Linked DNA regions of Mus musculus: all the other regions are linked to region 2. The links are chromatin contacts, called in public Hi-C, HiChIP or PLAC-seq and capture Hi-C maps. All regions are on one chromosome and are shown on one strand. Each heading gives the region's core, a stretch centred on a gene start, on an enhancer-like site or on the middle of the called end of the contact. The rest is flanking DNA. Distances are from core to core; before and after follow the strand shown. Region 1 overlaps Gm35189 (a long non-coding RNA gene). Region 2 overlaps Gm35440 (a long non-coding RNA gene). Region 3 overlaps Fntb (farnesyltransferase, CAAX box, beta). Region 4 overlaps Fntb (farnesyltransferase, CAAX box, beta).

What was found. A called contact is a pair of places that touch in the nucleus more often than the background predicts. HiChIP or PLAC-seq counts read pairs in DNA pulled down with a chosen protein or histone mark. Capture Hi-C pulls out chosen DNA fragments and counts their contacts.
Region 1: an H3K27ac HiChIP or PLAC-seq map of embryonic stem cells shows a contact between it and region 2, with 11 times the contacts expected there. The contact joins two enhancer-like sites. A contact is called at or near these places in 2 of 15 datasets of contacts at CTCF or cohesin (embryonic stem cells and large pre-B cells), 3 of 484 Hi-C or Micro-C datasets (cerebral cortex, cortical neurons and embryonic stem cells) and 7 of 115 datasets of contacts at active chromatin or transcription factors (bone marrow-derived macrophages, embryonic basal ganglia, embryonic hindbrain and 3 more).
Region 3: a contact with region 2 is called in a capture Hi-C map of embryonic stem cells, with 3 times the contacts expected there. The contact joins two enhancer-like sites. A contact is called at or near these places in 1 of 15 datasets of contacts at CTCF or cohesin (pro-B cells), 2 of 115 datasets of contacts at active chromatin or transcription factors (astrocytes and embryonic stem cells) and 1 of 9 other capture datasets (embryonic stem cells).
Region 4: a Hi-C map of embryonic stem cells shows a contact between it and region 2, with 12 times the contacts expected there. The contact joins two enhancer-like sites. A contact is called at or near these places in 1 of 15 datasets of contacts at CTCF or cohesin (pro-B cells) and 1 of 484 Hi-C or Micro-C datasets (embryonic stem cells).

Annotation. Positions count from the first base shown.
Region 1 is chr12:77,037,703-77,041,721 of GRCm38.p6, forward strand. It overlaps Gm35189 (a long non-coding RNA gene), which reads right to left. Exons shown (of 5, transcript XR_872836.1): 5 at 892-2,324. Among named protein-coding and RNA genes, the nearest start is that of Gm35189, 15 kb to the right of the region's middle. Within about 2 kb of position 1,794, at least 124 of the 459 cell types and tissues checked have an H3K27ac peak or open chromatin away from gene starts, as enhancers often do. A contact at or near this core is called in embryonic stem cells, where this site is marked.
Region 2 is chr12:77,779,736-77,783,880 of GRCm38.p6, forward strand. It overlaps Gm35440 (a long non-coding RNA gene), which reads left to right. Exons shown (of 4, transcript XR_381711.3): 2 at 2,912-3,028; 3 at 3,780-3,872. Among named protein-coding and RNA genes, the nearest start is that of Gm35488, 31 kb to the right of the region's middle. Within about 2 kb of position 1,741, at least 49 of the 459 cell types and tissues checked have an H3K27ac peak or open chromatin away from gene starts, as enhancers often do. A contact at or near this core is called in embryonic stem cells, where this site is marked.
Region 3 is chr12:76,872,840-76,876,949 of GRCm38.p6, forward strand. It overlaps Fntb (farnesyltransferase, CAAX box, beta), which reads left to right. Exons shown (of 12, transcript NM_145927.2): 3 at 537-609; 4 at 2,193-2,284. Among named protein-coding and RNA genes, the nearest start is that of Gm46357, 7.1 kb to the left of the region's middle. Within about 2 kb of position 2,187, at least 23 of the 459 cell types and tissues checked have an H3K27ac peak or open chromatin away from gene starts, as enhancers often do. A contact at or near this core is called in embryonic stem cells, where this site is marked.
Region 4 is chr12:76,894,558-76,898,268 of GRCm38.p6, forward strand. It overlaps Fntb (farnesyltransferase, CAAX box, beta), which reads left to right. Exons shown (of 12, transcript NM_145927.2): 7 at 2,770-2,856. It overlaps Gm46358 (a long non-coding RNA gene), which reads right to left. Exons shown (of 2, transcript XR_001780630.2): 2 at 1,007-2,892. Among named protein-coding and RNA genes, the nearest start is that of Gm46358, 14 kb to the right of the region's middle. Within about 2 kb of position 1,349, at least 36 of the 459 cell types and tissues checked have an H3K27ac peak or open chromatin away from gene starts, as enhancers often do. A contact at or near this core is called in embryonic stem cells, where this site is marked.

The DNA of each region.
Region 1 (4,019 bases), core at 544-3,043, 740 kb before region 2:
CACTCCAGAAGAGGGCGTCAGATCTTGTTACAGATGGTTGTGAGCCACCATGTGGTTGCTGGGATTTGAACTCCAGACCTTCGGAAGAGCAGTCGGGTGCTCTTACCCACTGAACCATCTCACCAGCCCCGTAATATGTGTTATATATTTGCACCTGAATGACAATAATGGGTTAAAGAACTATAGGTTAAAGAGGCCTTACTAAAGGCTAGAGAGGAGGGCTGGTACCAGGAGAGTCACTGCGGATGCTGAATGTTAATGAGTCTGGTGACTGAGATGTTGGAGCTGGGTAGGGATGAACACAGAGCTTGGCCAAGACGAAAAGCTAGTTCAGAGCAAATGGCTGTCCAGAGCAGGTCACCTCGACAGGATCGTGTTGGATGGAAACTCTGGGAACAGGGACTAGGATCTGGTGGTTGGGGTGGGTGCTGTGACCCAGTGTGAGGATTCTTCCTCTTAGGTGATCCGGGGGAGGGAGGCATGTCTGTTTTAGTGATTTGGTTTTGATCTGCCCATGTGTCCACATGTTCCTAATTTGGTTTGACGAGTGTGTGCAAGTGAGTTTTCCGTCTGTGCCATGGTCTGCGCTGGGCAGGTGGTGATTGTTCACTTGTGTAAATGAGATGTTGAATCCTTCTGTCTCAGCACTCGCATGTGGAATGTAGCACACTGGAATCACTCGGGCAAGGAGCTACAGTTTTATGCGATATGGAGTACGTTAGATCAGAGAAGGACTAATCTCTGCAGTCTCTTTGGATAGGTGTCCCCAACAAGTTCAACTCTGAAATGGGAGTTTAATAAACAACAACAACAACAACAACAACAACAACAAGATCCATTACTGTTACATACCATTTTAATTACTGTAATAAAATACCAGAGGCAGGCTACTTTATAATGAAAAGAGGTTAAATTTGATTTGTGAGTCGGAGAGGGCAAGGCCAAAGTGTTATATCTGGTAATTATATATTTCTTTTCTTTTCTTTTTTTTTTAGAAACAGGTTCTTAAGTAGCCTAGGCTAGCCTTGAAATTGCTTTGAATCCCTGACCCTCCTGCTTCTACCCTCAGGTGGAGAGATGTCTGAAATTACAGGCATTCGTCACTATATCTGGCCATGGTGATGACCTTGCTGACAGTTGTGAGGCGTCACATAACATTGCATGGGAAGAGACAGAAAGTGCACGTGTGTGTGTGTGTGTGTGTGTGTGTGTAGCTGAGGCTGGCCTGGAACTCCTTGTGCAGACCAGGCAAAAGCCTTCAGCAACGTTCCTGCCTCTGCTGGGCTTACAGGCATGTGCCACCACACCTTGCTTCTCCTCCTTTTATTCTTATTTTTAATTAAAAATTTTTTTATTTGATTTATTTCTGTGTGGGCATGCATATGCTGAGGTGTTTGTATGGCGGCCAGAAGACAATTTGCTGGAGTTGTTTTTCTGCTTCTACCATATTGGTCCCTGGATGAAACTCAAGTTGTCAGGCTTGGCCGCAAGCCTTTACCTGCTGAACCATCTCACGGGCCCATCTTCTATCTACAAAGCCGCCAGGATTCACTTATTCACCCTTCCAAAGCCCTTCCTGTAAATTCCACAGTTGGATTAAATGTCTACCCTCCTAATATGTCACAGTGCTTCACTTCAGGATGAGTTCAGGGATAAACCATAGTGAAATCCCAGCACTCCTTAGGCGCATCAACCTCGCATATGTGAGGTGGGGGTGGTTACCAAGCAGCAGCCCTTGCCCTGCAACCAGCATGCTCCCCAGCGGGACAAAGCAGCGCAGCTTCATGGCTGTGGCGCCCCTAGAGCTAGGAAGAGGAAGTGCATCCAGCGTGGGGGTAGAGCGGGCCTATTAGCCTTCCTACTGCAGTGCATTGTGGGTCTTCTTTGAGAGGATTCTTTCCAACCTTCACCCTGAAAAGAAGGAGGTGAAGGCTACCAAACATTCCAGCTGGGTTTGGCCAGCTGCTGTTATGATATGAAAGAATCTACGTCAATGAATCGAGGGAATAAAGTAGCAGAGGGCAGGGCTGCTTGCCAGACTGCCGAATGGGTTTTCACGAAGGGATCTGCACCGCGGTTTCTGTTTGCACTGCTGCTCTCTTGGCATCCTGTGCAGCTTGGCGTCAGCAGGAGGAGTTCTCAAAGGTTTGGCCTGCAAGTGCACCTCTTCTGCGCTGCTGGCTTGGGTGGCGCCTGGAGGAAGTTTGCCTGGGCCCCGATACTCTCCTGGCTCTTCCTTGCAGAGAGAGATATTTCAAGGCCTGTGTAGCTTTTTCTTCCTTCACCTCCACACACTGCTCAGGCAAGAAGCTGGGTGGGAGAAACTGAGACAGAGAAAGAAAGTGTGAAGCGTTGGGCCACTCATGTGGAACCAGGAAGGTGACTGACTCACTAGAGGATGTGGGGTGGCAGTGTGTGCACTGCCTGTGAACTCCCAGCGCCAGCTGGGCCTCACCCCAGTTTGGAGACTGGTTCCAATTTCACTCATTTTCACTTAATTTTAGTGCCGTCTTCTCTGGTGGTTAAACCCATTGCCCAGAGAATGGTTGGTTCAGACTTCTTTTGACTGGAGGATGAAGACGATGGATCTAGGGGTGTGGCTCATTGACACAGTATTGGCCTAGCCTGTGGGAGATCCAGGGTTTGCATCCCAGAACCACACAACACAACGCATCACGCCTGCCCACTCTAAAGGCTGAACTATTGTGCTCTTCCCTTCTAAACGAAAAGAAGAGTGAATTTAGTAGTCAGAATGCCTGCTTTAGAACATTGTGACCTGGGGGACATGACACTGGACATGGAGGCTGGTGCCCTGTGTCCCATATTGTTATTGACATTTATAACCTTAATTCTCATACTCTAAAATGCACCATTAATTCAATGAAACATGGCCACAGCATGTCTTCACTGACACACCCATGTGGGATCATTAAACTGAACACCTACAGTGTATCTTAAACCCCAAATTATAGTTCTTTTAAAAAGAGAACAGAATTGGACCGGAGAAATGGCTCAGTGCTTAGAACTTGCTGCTCTTCTAGAGGTCCTGGGGTTCAGTGCCCAGCACCCGTGTTGGACAACTTACAACTGCATGTAACTCTAGTTCCAGAGGGTCGTGGACCCTCTCTCTGGACTCTAAGGGGCACTTACAGGCACGTGTGCACATTCCCACACACAGATACGCATTCACGATGGAACGAGATCAAACAAAGCTGACAGTTTCTCCCCATTGCTGTGACAGAAGAGAATGCTGAGTAGGCCCGAAGCAGTAGCAGTATGTTGGAAACTGCCTCCTCCCGCCCCTCAGAAAGTCTTTGTTTACGCCACTTTTCGGATTTCTTTGGTGTAAATACGTTTACCTTGGTTGATTTCAAGATCCCATTGCCGGGTGTGTAACAGTTGCTTCTGGAGCTGGTCTGACTTGACCAAAGTGTACCTCTAGCTGAGGATGATTGTCTGAATCAATTAACATTTTTAGGGCAGGGGTGGGTTTCATAGGGGATTAAATGAAGCCTGTCGTGTGTCTGAAGCAGCATGTGTATACAGAGCTTGGGAGAGATCTCTCCCTGTTTTTCCAGCTGCCAGGAGAGTGGACCCTCCCCTGTGCCCCTGAGCCCCCAGAGAAGAACACATGCCACTCACCCCTCACTGACCTCTTGACCTCTCTGAGGGTCACAGAAGATGCAGAGACCAAAGCACTACTTCAAAGAGGCGAGGTTGCCTGACTCCTGCTCAGAGAGACCTTAGTGGCATTGGTGAAACCGTAAGATGGAAAGGGAAAAAAATTCTCCGTCTGAACAAGAATTGAAATGACTTCTGAAGTGCGCTGAGGGGCCAGGAAATGCTGAAGAAAGCAAGCACTCAAACGGGAAAGGACTGGAAACTTGCAGTTGCTCTCAGGCAGGTTGGGAAACAGTCATAAAACAGGCTAAAAGCTCAGGTACCTGTGTGAGCCAAGCAGATAGCTTCGGCGAGCATATTAGATGAGGTGTGATAGAATAGGGAGTGGTGGGGACTGC
Region 2 (4,145 bases), core at 491-2,990:
TTTAATTAAAGCAGGTGTCTAAAAGCTCTCTGTTATTGGGGGTTACCCTATATATAGACTGGGGTCTCTCTCCTGTCACCATTTCTGGGTTTTGTTGCTTTGTTTAGGCTTGCAGCTTGCAGGTGGAAGGTGAGGAGAAGGGGGCTGGTGGAGCACCTCACTTCGTCATGTATATCTGCCGGAGAGATGAAGACTAAATGGCTTTACCTACTTAGAGTGGCAGTTTATTGCCTGTTTAGCTTACAAGACAGCAATCCCCTCCCTGAAGGGGAGGGCAGCATATAAATGCAATTTACGTCTCTGGCAACTACCTACAGCCTTCCCTTAATGAATCAGTCAGACCATCATGGGCCTCCAAATTGGGTCCTCTGATCCTTTCAGCTTCCAGGTTCTTGCTTTCAAAGTTTATGACTGAATTGGAGACTATTTACAGCAAATGAGACATTTCTGTGAGCCTGGGGGAAGGGGCTCTGATAAACCAATGGTAGAGAATGGCAGAAGATGTATCTAGATGGCATTGGGGACGTGGGGATGGGGGACGAGAGCAATGCCAGGGATCAAACATACTGGACACAAGCTCTCCCAGCCCAGCTATATACCCTGTCCCTCCCCAGCAGGGTTTTTAAAGGCATATTTACATTGTCTTGATCTGTGTCTGGAAAAGGCATGGAGACAGCAGCCACTATTGGACTTAACAAATTATTTGTGTCGACGATGAAGTCCAAACCTACAGTAAACATTGACTACATTTGACCTGTTTTAAGCACGAGGAATTAAGATGGATCTAGGTTTCTGTGTTAGTCAAGGTTGGGGCAGAGATCAAAGAGTATGCTCAAAAGAAATGGCTGAAGATAATTAATGCAGGGGCTGTTTCTAAGCAGTGTTAATGGAAGGCAAAAGGGGTTATGGAAACCCTCGCCCATCTGAAAATCTCTAACACTCCCAGGCATCTGTGGGGAAAAGGGCTGTGTATTCAGGTGGCCCAGTGCTTCCCTGATTCTGAAAGACAAAGGAGCCACACTCTCTCACCAAGCCTTCCTGAGCCAGCCACACAGCTAGGTGCAGAGGAAGGCTCAAAGTTTCTGAGTGGCAAGCAGGAAAAACCCACCCGTGAACACAGAGGCTTGTTCAGAATCGTACATTCATTTGGATCAATATATTTATGCTGATCTATGGGCTTCATTGTCAATGCTCCTCTGGTTCCATGATGCAGTTGAACCCACATCAACAATACTAAACAAGCCAACGAAACCAGCCCTGTTAGCTCAGTACACGGCGGCGCTGGCGAGGCTGGAAGGGAGCTGTACTGAAGCGAATTGTTTGGTAATTCCTGGACTTCCCTTCTGAAGTCAGCTGTGCCTCTGGCCACTGGCCTCTTTTTGCCCCACCCCTCATGCAAAAGGAGCCAGGATTTTGAATTATTGATGAAATCAGACTAAATTTGGGGATTACATGTCTCCATCCCGCCTGTTGTTTGTCCAGTAAATAGCATTTCCTCTGTAAAACTGGAGCTTTCATCTCAGGAGTGTGGACCAGACTTAAACAGACATGGAAGCTTCCCTTGGAGAAAACCTTCTGTGATGCTGGAGCGCTTTGATCTGCGCGCTCTCGGCTGCCATGAAAACACAGAGGCCGCCAGGACACTTTCCCCTTGGCCCGATTCACTTCCCACTGTGGAGTACACAGAGAAACAGACTTTGCTCCTGGTCTTTTTCCTGGCTCAGCTACAGCCTCTCTCACTGGAATTTACTAATTTCTGAGCAGTTAAAATGTTCTCTTTGGTGAGACAGAATCCTTCCGGGGCCCTAGTGGAGACTGGCAGACCTGCTCAGACAGCGCCCTCTGCTGGACACTTCTGGGATCGCGCGTGCCTGGAGGGCCGGGCCAGTTCTGACCTGTCAAGGTGGCAGTCACAGCTGGGTTGTTGAGACACCTGAAATGTGTGTGCGACCTTTTTTTTTTTTTTTTGCCTAGAACACCTCAGTCCTTAATAACCAAGATGCACAAAGAAACCATAGAATTGAGGAAGACACCCCCCCCCGATTTGTCATAATAGAGATTTCTAAACAATGTGCAAAAATCCCTAGGGTATATAAGACTAATAAATTGGACTATGTTAACACCAAGAACATCTTTATGGCTGAAAAAAAAAACATAAAAACTTAAGAGACAAAGGGGCAAAATGCTTTCAATATAGGATCAGTATCTAGAATATATAAAGAATCTCTTTAATAAAAAGAAATGAAAAAATCTAATAGGAAAATATTGCAAAGATACAAAATGCCAGTTCACAGACAAAGAAGTACAAATAGCCCATAAATACACAGCAAACGTACTCAGTTTCATGGTCAAGCAGGAAAATGGACTCCCAAACCCTAGAAAACATCTACAAAAGCTAAGCCAGCTTATTTCCATATTCTGCTGTCAGGGATACAAGCTTTGTAGAGTGACTTGACAGCAGCTACTAAAATGTGAAGTGACTTACATGGCCGCCTAAACGGAGCTGGCTAAGTACATCGGCTCATCCAAAAACACAGATACAGAGCAACGTCTTTGTTTGCTTAGTGCAGTGCAGGGCGTGAAACCAGGGGCTCTATGCAAGCCACACCACCAGGGGCTCTATGCAAGCCACACCACCACCGTGCCACTGAGCTATGCTCCCAGACACTTTTTTTTTTTAAGATTTATTTATTGATTATATGTAAGTACACTGTAGCTGCCTTCAGACACTCCAGAAGAGGGAGTCAGATCTCGTTACAGATGGCTGTGAGCCACCATGTGGTTGCTGGGATTTGAACTCTGGACTCTTCGGTAAGAGCAGTCGGGTGCTCTTACCCACTGAGCCATCTCACCAGCCCGCTCCCAGACACTTAAGGTAGACTTTAAAATAATGTATTATGTGTACTGACAGGTAAAGAACTCAGAAACTACTACTGACTGAGCAAAGACGATGAAGCCACGGAGTGACACATGCTATCATGACATATGTAAAAAGCCTAACCATACAACACAGTGTGTTTCTCTACAGGTAAGGTAACATACATGTTTAATGCATTGCAAAATGCATGAGGCTCATTTAACTGATAGGGAGAGCTACCTCTGGAATAAAAATGAGAATAGAAATGACAGATGTCTGTCTTCTCTGTAATGTTGATTTTTTAAAGAGGATGCCTTCATAGATTACTTGAAATGACTAAAAGCTACTTTTAAAAGAAGAAACTTTTTTGTTTATCCTATTAATGCACTCAGAATGGTCAGAGGGTCTTGCAGCTAAAAAGTAAAACAGGGCCTTAGGTGATCCATGGGAGGGGGAGGGGGTGTGAAGTAAAACACACCATGGTTGTCATGGAGATGGCTTCATTCACTAGCAATCACCCTGAACATCTAGCTACACATAATCTCCAATTACTAATTATCTCCCATTCAATGTCTTATTTGTAAGACTTGGTTCATAGACCCTATGGTAATAATCCTATTTAAGGTGGTTGGTGTACATGGACTATCTCATTTAAAAGTCCTTTGTGTCTCTCTTTCTCCTCCTTCTGTCCATACGAGGCCATTTAGGTTTAGAGATATTAAATAACTTTCCCAAAGACAATTAGCTGATGTGTGGGCTGGATTTTTCCTAACCAGAGAGCTTTCACATTAAGACACTTAAACTATATCACACAACTGTGAACAGCTCTGTAGTCTTTTTAATGTCCAAATATTCGCTTCCTGTCAGACACGCTCCTGGTTTCTCTGACTCTCATGCTGCATTCCTCGTCATCACATTGTAGCTGATTCATTTGTGAGCGGAATCAACCACAGGACCAGGTGCTGTTCCAACTCCAAGACGAGCAAGAAGCCCGATTCCAAGCGACGGCCGCAAGGTAACTTCAAACAAATTTTGGGGCCCAAGCAATTGACTAAAACCCAATAATAACGGTTGTTTTTAATTCTGTCGTCAAATTCAACTTGGTTCATGTTCCACATCTGAAAATGTTCCATCACAATGTGGAATGCATCCCGTGGATACAGCCTAATGTCATTGATGACCATTCCTGCCAGGCAGAGAAAATATGTCTAGCCTCAGAGATTATAAGATGTGCCCCAGTGAGACTCTTGAGTTCCCTTTGGACAAGAGGTGGGCCCTTTTGTTCTAG
Region 3 (4,110 bases), core at 937-3,436, 910 kb before region 2:
GTGCCTGGCCCTTGGAATACAAAAAGCATCCTCTGGCCAGGGCTGTGGGTCAGCACGTGGGAGGTGGAATTTTGGGGCCAGAGTAACAGATGGACAACCAAGGGGTGGGCAGGGGACAAAAATACAGATCTCAGACAAGTGGTCTCAGAAGAAAGGACTGAGTGGGGGAGGCGGAAGCAGCAAGGTTCTGAGTTAGATTGTTTACAGCATGGCCGGTGCTGCCCTTCAGATTGCTTGCAGTCCCTGGGTCCTGGAGAAGATCTCCAGTAGACTGTCAGCACCAACCATCATGTGCTGTGTGCCCAGTGCAGGGCAGTCCCCTCCTTCACAAGGTGTTTCCTCTCAGAACAGCGTGCAGGCACCCAGAGAACTCAGCCGTCTGCCTCTTTGCCCTTGGTGTAGTTACTTTTTGTACATACTGAAGTTACCAGGAATCCACGTAATGACTCTGGGCAGTGTCCTAACAGGTGTGTGTCAGAGCGTGCGTGTGCTCGTGTGAGCTTGCAGAAGGGCTTACAGACTCTTTCTCTTTCCAGGCTCATTTTGCAGAGGGAGAAGCACTTCCATTATCTGAAAAGAGGCCTTCGACAACTGACAGATGCCTATGAGGTAAGACATGGCCTGGGGACTTCCGGTCAAGCCCTGGGCAGTGCTTCTGGTTGAACATGAAGGCTGTTGTTGGTCTCACCTGTTGCAGATGCGCCCGCTGGGTCACATGGCTCTGGCAGGAACCAGACTGCTGGTTCAGAGCTGATGCTCTACTTATGGGCTAAAGAAAGGCTTCTCCAGCTAAGAGGTGACGGCACATGCCTTTAGACCCAGCGCTCAGGAGGAGGAGACAGGAGGGCAGATCTCTATGAGGTTGAGGCCAGCCTGGTCTACAGAGCGAGTTCCAGGATAGCCAGGGCTACACAGAGAAACCCTGTCTCAAAAAAACAAAAACAAAACAAAACAAAAAAAAAAAAACCAAAAAAACAACCAAACCAACAAAACAAAACAAAATCTTCTCCAGTTTTGTCAGCCCCTAGACCCCCAGAGCTAGTGGAACATTCTAGATGGGCTAGGCCTGTCCTTCATTATTTGATCACAGCCTGCTTTCTCCTGACTCCCTTTACTTGGAGATCAAAGTCAGTTTGGCCAGAGGACCAGGACTTGAATCCCAGAGGGCACTAAACAGAGTAAATCTTAAAGCATGATCCTAAGAGCCATGAGATGATGGAAGGGCCTAAGAGCCGTGTGGGGGTAGAAAAGGCTGTGACCAGCAGGGAGGGCTCCCATCTCCCTGCCTCCCTTTACAAAGGATAGCACTGCCTTTAATTGACTTTTATTTCAGAGTTCGATGTTTGATGTGTGTGTGTGTGTGTGTAGGGGTTTTCCAAGCCTAGCATAGGTAACCCGGGTAACACAGCCGACACCCCAACTCTGGCATTTACTTCTTTTATAACCTGGAGAAAATGAGTCTCCCCAGACCTTGTTGATGTACTTTAAACATATAGAACCTGTAACTGGTACCACCTGCCCTGTGGAGCACGGGCTGCTCAGCTGTCATGTTTGACTTGAATTAGGATCAAGGTCTGTGCACGCATCACCTCCAGAAGCCTTTGCCCTGTCTCCAGACACACTCATCTTTCTCCGGGTCCTCCGAGCACCTAACAGGTGCTTTGCTAACCTCGTTCCGGGAAGACACTGGGTAACTCAGGCTTATGTGTCTACTGCGTCTTTCTCTAAGATAGCCATGCCAGTCAGTATTCCACGTGCTGAGCACCCCAAGACTCACAATCAGTTTCTGACATCGACATGCCCCCAGTGTCTAAGGTCTGGCACAAGCAGATACCAAATATTTGCTGAATCTGTAAATGAGTGAATTCAGGAAATGTCCTTGTGAGAAGGAAGATGTGTTTCCTTGTCTGCAGAGGGAAACCAGCAGCAGTTAACTGCCCTGTGTGTAAGTTCTCTGCTCAGCCTTGCTTGGACTCCTGCAGCAGGGACTTAAGAAGAGTTTAAGACTTGTTCCCTGTTGTTCTGTTGTCACAGATGAAAGCACCCTTCTTTTGCTGATTGTTGTCCGAGGGAGCGAGAGTGCCTGCCTCCTCCTCCCCTTGCTAGGCTTCAGGAACTAAGACAGATGTAGCCTTGTCACAGGACCTTGGAGCGACTGACTAAAGGGTGTGTTTTCTCCCGGTCCCCCTCAGTGTCTGGATGCCAGCCGCCCCTGGCTCTGCTACTGGATCCTGCACAGCCTGGAGCTCCTTGACGAACCCATCCCCCAGATAGTGGCCACAGAGTGAGTTCTGGCTTTGGGGAGCCTGGGGTATACTTTGGAATCGCGTCCTGGATTTGGAATTCCTTTTGCTCCTGTTTTATTTGATGTAAACGGGGAGAAAACCTTGTTACAGAGAAACCCTTGCCCTTCCCTTGACCTCCAGCAACTTCCGGAAACTCCTCCACACAGAAGCTCTGCTCTAAACTGGTGGGTAGAGCAACTCTTTCAACTTCCAGAGGAGGTCTGGGATGTTTTTTCTTCATTCCGTCTTTCTCTCCCTCCCTCTCTTCTACTCCCTCCCTCTTTTCCTCTCCCTCTCCACCTTCCCCCTCTATTTTTATTTTATTTTATTTTTTTAAAGACAAGGTGGTGTCGGTCCAGGCCTTTAATCCCAGCTCTTGGGAGGCAGATGTCTGTGAGCTGAAGGACAGCCTGGTCTACATACAGCCAGGGCTACATGGAGAAACCTTGTCTCCAACAAAACAACAGTAAAAACAAACAAACAAAAAAACCCACCAAAACCAACCAAACAAAAACCCCCATTTACTCAGATAAGGAAAGTCTCTGTGTGTAGCTGCTTTGAACTCACTCTATAGACCAAGCTGGCCTCCAACTCACAGTGATCCTCCTGCCTCAGCCTCCCATGTACTCTGGCTTTGACCTTTGAGAAGAAGTCCTCACCATCATGCCTGACAGTTATGACGAAACGCCACGGAAAGCATGTACTACTGTGAATCAAAACACTCTTACCTTCCTTACACACCTCCATGGAGGTGTAAAGGCTGGGAACAGGCCAGCTCTCCACAGGACTAGGTGGGTAACTGTCTTGGGTACCAGTGCCGTGTGAGACTCACAGTCTCATTGACCTCTGATTGATGACAAGACATGTGAGCAACGTAGCGGTGCCCCACACTGCTGGTGCAGGTGCAGCTTGTAAAGTGGCACCTCGTGCTCATCACGGGTCGTATTTTAAGAAAAACAAACACAAAAACTGACCCTGCCCCCAACCTTGAAAATACCAGACCTAGGAAAGGACGGCCAGGAACTGAATCTAAGGGGTTTACTGAGAGCGTGTCTTCTGGGCTGTGTGCCCCCACTCCCTTGTACTCTGGAGGGCAAGGAGTTTGGGAAGCAAGTGTCCTGAGCCAGGTTTGGTTTTCCCACAGCAGAAGGTAGCAGCTGTGCCAAGACTCGTGGAGGCTCGCTGGAGCCCTCCCTAGTCCCAGAGCCCCTGCCTTGGTCACATTGTCAGGTCAGAAGAACAGAACTTACATTGTCTCATTCATTCTCTTTTAACAATAACCTCTCATTCTCGCCTCCCTGGGAAGGATGTCTTGTGATGAATGTGGATGGAGGAGATAATAAAGAATTAAGCCATTAACCCTTAGAATTCATATTTCTGTGACAGAGGGAAAATATGTCTTGTTTTTATAATCCAGACATTGCAACAAGCTTGCTTGCTTCCAGCTCTGGAAGTGGAGTTGGACTCAGTTTCTGCAGTCACAGGAATTTAATTGTCAAAATAAAGGCCAGGGTGTATTTGAAATACCAGTTGGGGGCTGGGGGGTTCTTTGGGAAGCCCCCCACCCAACGCCCGCACTGTCAGGATGTATGCTAGAATAGGAGGGATGCGTATTAGAGAAGGGATGGGAAGGAGGAGTTTGTGAGAGACCCGTGGAGGCCTGAGAGATGACACAGACCGCGTTGGGTACAGAGACAAGATGGCGGCTCCTGCAGTGGGAGCCCGTCACCAGCAGCTTCCTTTGTTTTTCTAGGTTGCACAGAAGGTCCTTTTTCAGGGCCACTTCTCTGAGAAAGTCAGTGTTAGCTGCTTTTGTGTCAGTATT
Region 4 (3,711 bases), core at 99-2,598, 890 kb before region 2:
TGGACATGCCAGTCTAAATTACCCAGGTCCACCAGCACCTCTCCTTCCTCACAGAGATCATTACACAGCGTGGTCACTGGCAAACCTCAAAAGACCCATAACCCAGTCCCAAGGCGCCCACTGCTTTAATGTCCTTCTTAGCTCCCTGCTGAACACACAGAACTCTCACCTGCTCCTCTCCCAGGCCTCCTTCCCTTGCTATCGTTTCTACCTCGTTTCCCTGTTTGATTTTTCCCACGCGTTCCAGACTCTTGGATTGCAGAGGGTTATTTGTACAGATCCAATTTACACTTTCCCATTGTTTGCTCCAGCCCTAAGCAGTGGCAAGCCAGCACCTCTCCCTCTTGTCTTTATCTAGGCTAGGGCATCCTGCTGGAAGGCTAACATGGAGTACAACACCCACATGCCCCATCCCACTCTAACTCCTCCCTCCCGTGAGCAGATTCCATCCTCCGGGCAGACAGCTCAGTTTCTGCTGCTTGTCTCATCGGCCACAGTCTTGGTTTTCTTGGCTGTCCTATTCCATCCGTACATGGAGGCGTCAGGGATGGTGATTTATTCTTGGGTCCATCAACCATCTGAGGGTGTCTCTAATACAGACATCAAGAAGCCTGTCACCCTGTGTCACATCAAGGAGTAGAGAGGAGGACAGTTGCCCTGGGATCTCCCCTGCAGACTTTGGGTTAGACAGCTCAGCTTCTGTTTCATGTCTTACATCATTATTGGGGAGGCTTCACTTGCTGTTCCAGCATGGAGACATGCTTATCCAGACCACATGGGGAAAGAAGGCCACATTGGAGCGCCCCCTGGATGCTCTTCCCTCAGATGGCTCAGCCTCAGTTGCTAGCCCATCTCCTTTAGCAGAGGCCATGTAACTGTACTGCCCTCAACTCATCTCTGGTTCCATTCATCCCCTGCCCGGCCACTAGTTGCTGATTGTCTTGTCCTAGGAGGCGAATTTCTGTTCACCCTCAGTAGATTGGAAAATAACAGGCCAAAGAAACAGTTTAGTCATGATAGCTGCTTTATTCAGATCCTCACCCCAAGCAATCTTCTACCTCCTACATACTCTCTAGCACCTAAGACCACGTACAGCTCAGGTCAGGATTACATACACCTAGTGGGGAAGCAGGTTTCAGAAAAGAAGTGGCCAGTGTCTCCAATAAGGGTCTGATGCCCCGCCCCCACCCTCCTCCTACACAGGAATATTAATAGACACTATCTTGTGAGGATCTATTGAAGTCATCACAACTGCTCTGATTTCAAGACTGTAGCAGCCACGTCACACCCTGGAGGACAGAATTCCACAACTGCCTCCCCTGTCAGTTCTGATGAAAGGCAGACTGCATTACAGGCCCCCTCCCTACCTCATTAGGATTCAAGAGCCTCCGAAAACAGTGCTGGGCCTTTGTGAGCAGCTCAAGGCCTGGAGGAAATTAGATCATACCTTCAAAGTTAGCATATGGTAAACGACAGCATTTGGCCCTCGGCACACTTGACTCTCTCTTGTGCACTCAGGATGCCTGCTGGCGCAGCTCAACCTCTGCTGTGCCTTTGGCCAGTGGAAGCCTGGCCGGTCATAAATGCTGATAGGACATTCAAGCCCGTGGCTTCTGCAGAGATTTCTATAGAATGCCTCAGTAAGGTTGGCTTCATGTTAAGTCTATACATAGAATAAGATGGGAGCCAAGCTTTCTTTTCCTTCCCTCTCCTGTTCCTTCTGAGCTCTTAGAGTCAGGATTTGTAAGTAGAATTCAAAGAAATAATTTTTGACTTTCCATGGTGGGTATTGGAAAAGACTGTATGAATGGGTTCCATGACAGGTGGAGAAGATGAATGTCCTGAGACTTATGACTGAACGAATAGAATGACAAGAGTATCTCAAATCATATTTTATTTTATTTTATTTGCTCATTTTCAGATAGCTGGAAATAGAGCTTAGTGGAAGAGAATGCTCATGGCGTGTGCACAGCCCTGAGTTAGATCCCCAGAACTACCCTGCCTTCCGGAAAGACAGGGCTACCTTCTTATGTTTTCCGTTTGAAACAGTATCTCATGTATCTCAAGTTGAGAATAACCTTGAACTTGCCATCCCCCTGCCTCTGCCTCTTGAGTGTTGAGATTAGGGCATACATTACCATGACCAGTTTTGCACAACTAGGGCTTTGTGCGTGCTTGGTAAGCACTTTACCAACTGAGCCATATCCAAAGCACTGTTCCTACTTTTTTTTTTTTTTTTTTTTTTTTTTTTTTTTGCTGAAAGGTGTGTTTCTGCGTATCTGATGACAACACTTGAAATCAGAGCTCTTTTCTCTAGAGGCATAAGGATGTACCAATTCCTGTCTCTCTTGTGTGGCTTGAGCAGCTAGTAGAGTGTGGTGGCCTGCTTCGGAGTGAGTTCAGACAGAGGTCCTGAGTCCGTAGCAGTGAGACATCCGAACGAACCTCATCAACACCAGATGAGATGTGGGAACCGTTGGTAGGTCTTTGGAAAAAGGGCTCAATCTATTTTTGAGATGAATTGATATGACCATCAATTCTGAGGCTGTAGTATGCCTGTGCGGAGACAGAGAATGCCATGTTCCTTCACTGAAGCCGTGTCGTGAGCAACTCCATCCAGACAGAATGTCACACCTCTCGGAGACCCAAGAAGAACAGCTGTGTGCCAAGAATGAGATGTGACTGCAGTAATGTACCCAGGCATTTTTCTGGGCCTCGTTCTGGCTTTTCCTTGGAGCCTAATGTGTTTCCCTGTTTCCGTCTTTGCAGGAGTGCATACTGTGCTGCCTCGGTAGCCTCTCTCACCAACATCATCACTCCAGACCTCTTTGAAGGCACGGCCGAATGGATAGCCAGGTGGGAGAAGTCACATGGTCCCCAGTCCCCAGAGAGCTAGCAGTCAAGAAACATAAAAAACTTGAAAGCCCAGAAGGGAATATAAAATTATAAGAGCTGTCTTAGGAGTTAGTTCTGTGCCCTTTATAAGTACCTGGGATTATTTTTAGACTTCCATTAATGCTATATTATAGTTTATATTGGCACAGATCAAAACCTTTGGTGAGTAGCCTTGGTGAGAGTATGTCTAAATTGATTAAAGCAGTTTGGCAATATCTCAAAACAGCCTTGCTTAGAAAACCCAGAAACTTCACTCCTACAGAAACTCACCCACGTGCATGAAAGAGACAAAGACTCATTTATAAGAACAAAACACTGGAAACAGGACTGGGTGTGGTGGCCCTCGGTACCCACAAGGTGATCACAGCATTCAGAAGGCCTTCTTTAGCCCCATCCTGAGTTTCAGGCTAGCCTGGGCTGTAAGAGAGCCTTTTTAAAATAGAAAACAGAAAACAAAAGGCACGTGTTTGTGTGTGTATATGTGTGAGTGAGTGTGTATTTATGTGGGGGTGTGTATGTGTGTGTGAGTATGTGTGTATTTGTGTGTGTGTGTGTATGTGTGTGTGTGTGTGTGTATTTGTGTGTGTGGGTGTATGTATGTGTGTCTATTTGTGTGGGGGTGTGTATTTGTGTGTGTGTGAGTGTATTTGTGTGTATGTGAGTGTGTATTTGTGTGGGGGTGTGTATGTGTGTGTGTGAGTGTATTTGTGTGGGGTGTGTATGTGTGTGTGAGTGTGTGTATATTTGTGGGGGGGTGTATGTATGTGTGAGTGTGTTTGTGTGTGTATATTTGTTTGGGGGTGTGTATTTGTGTGT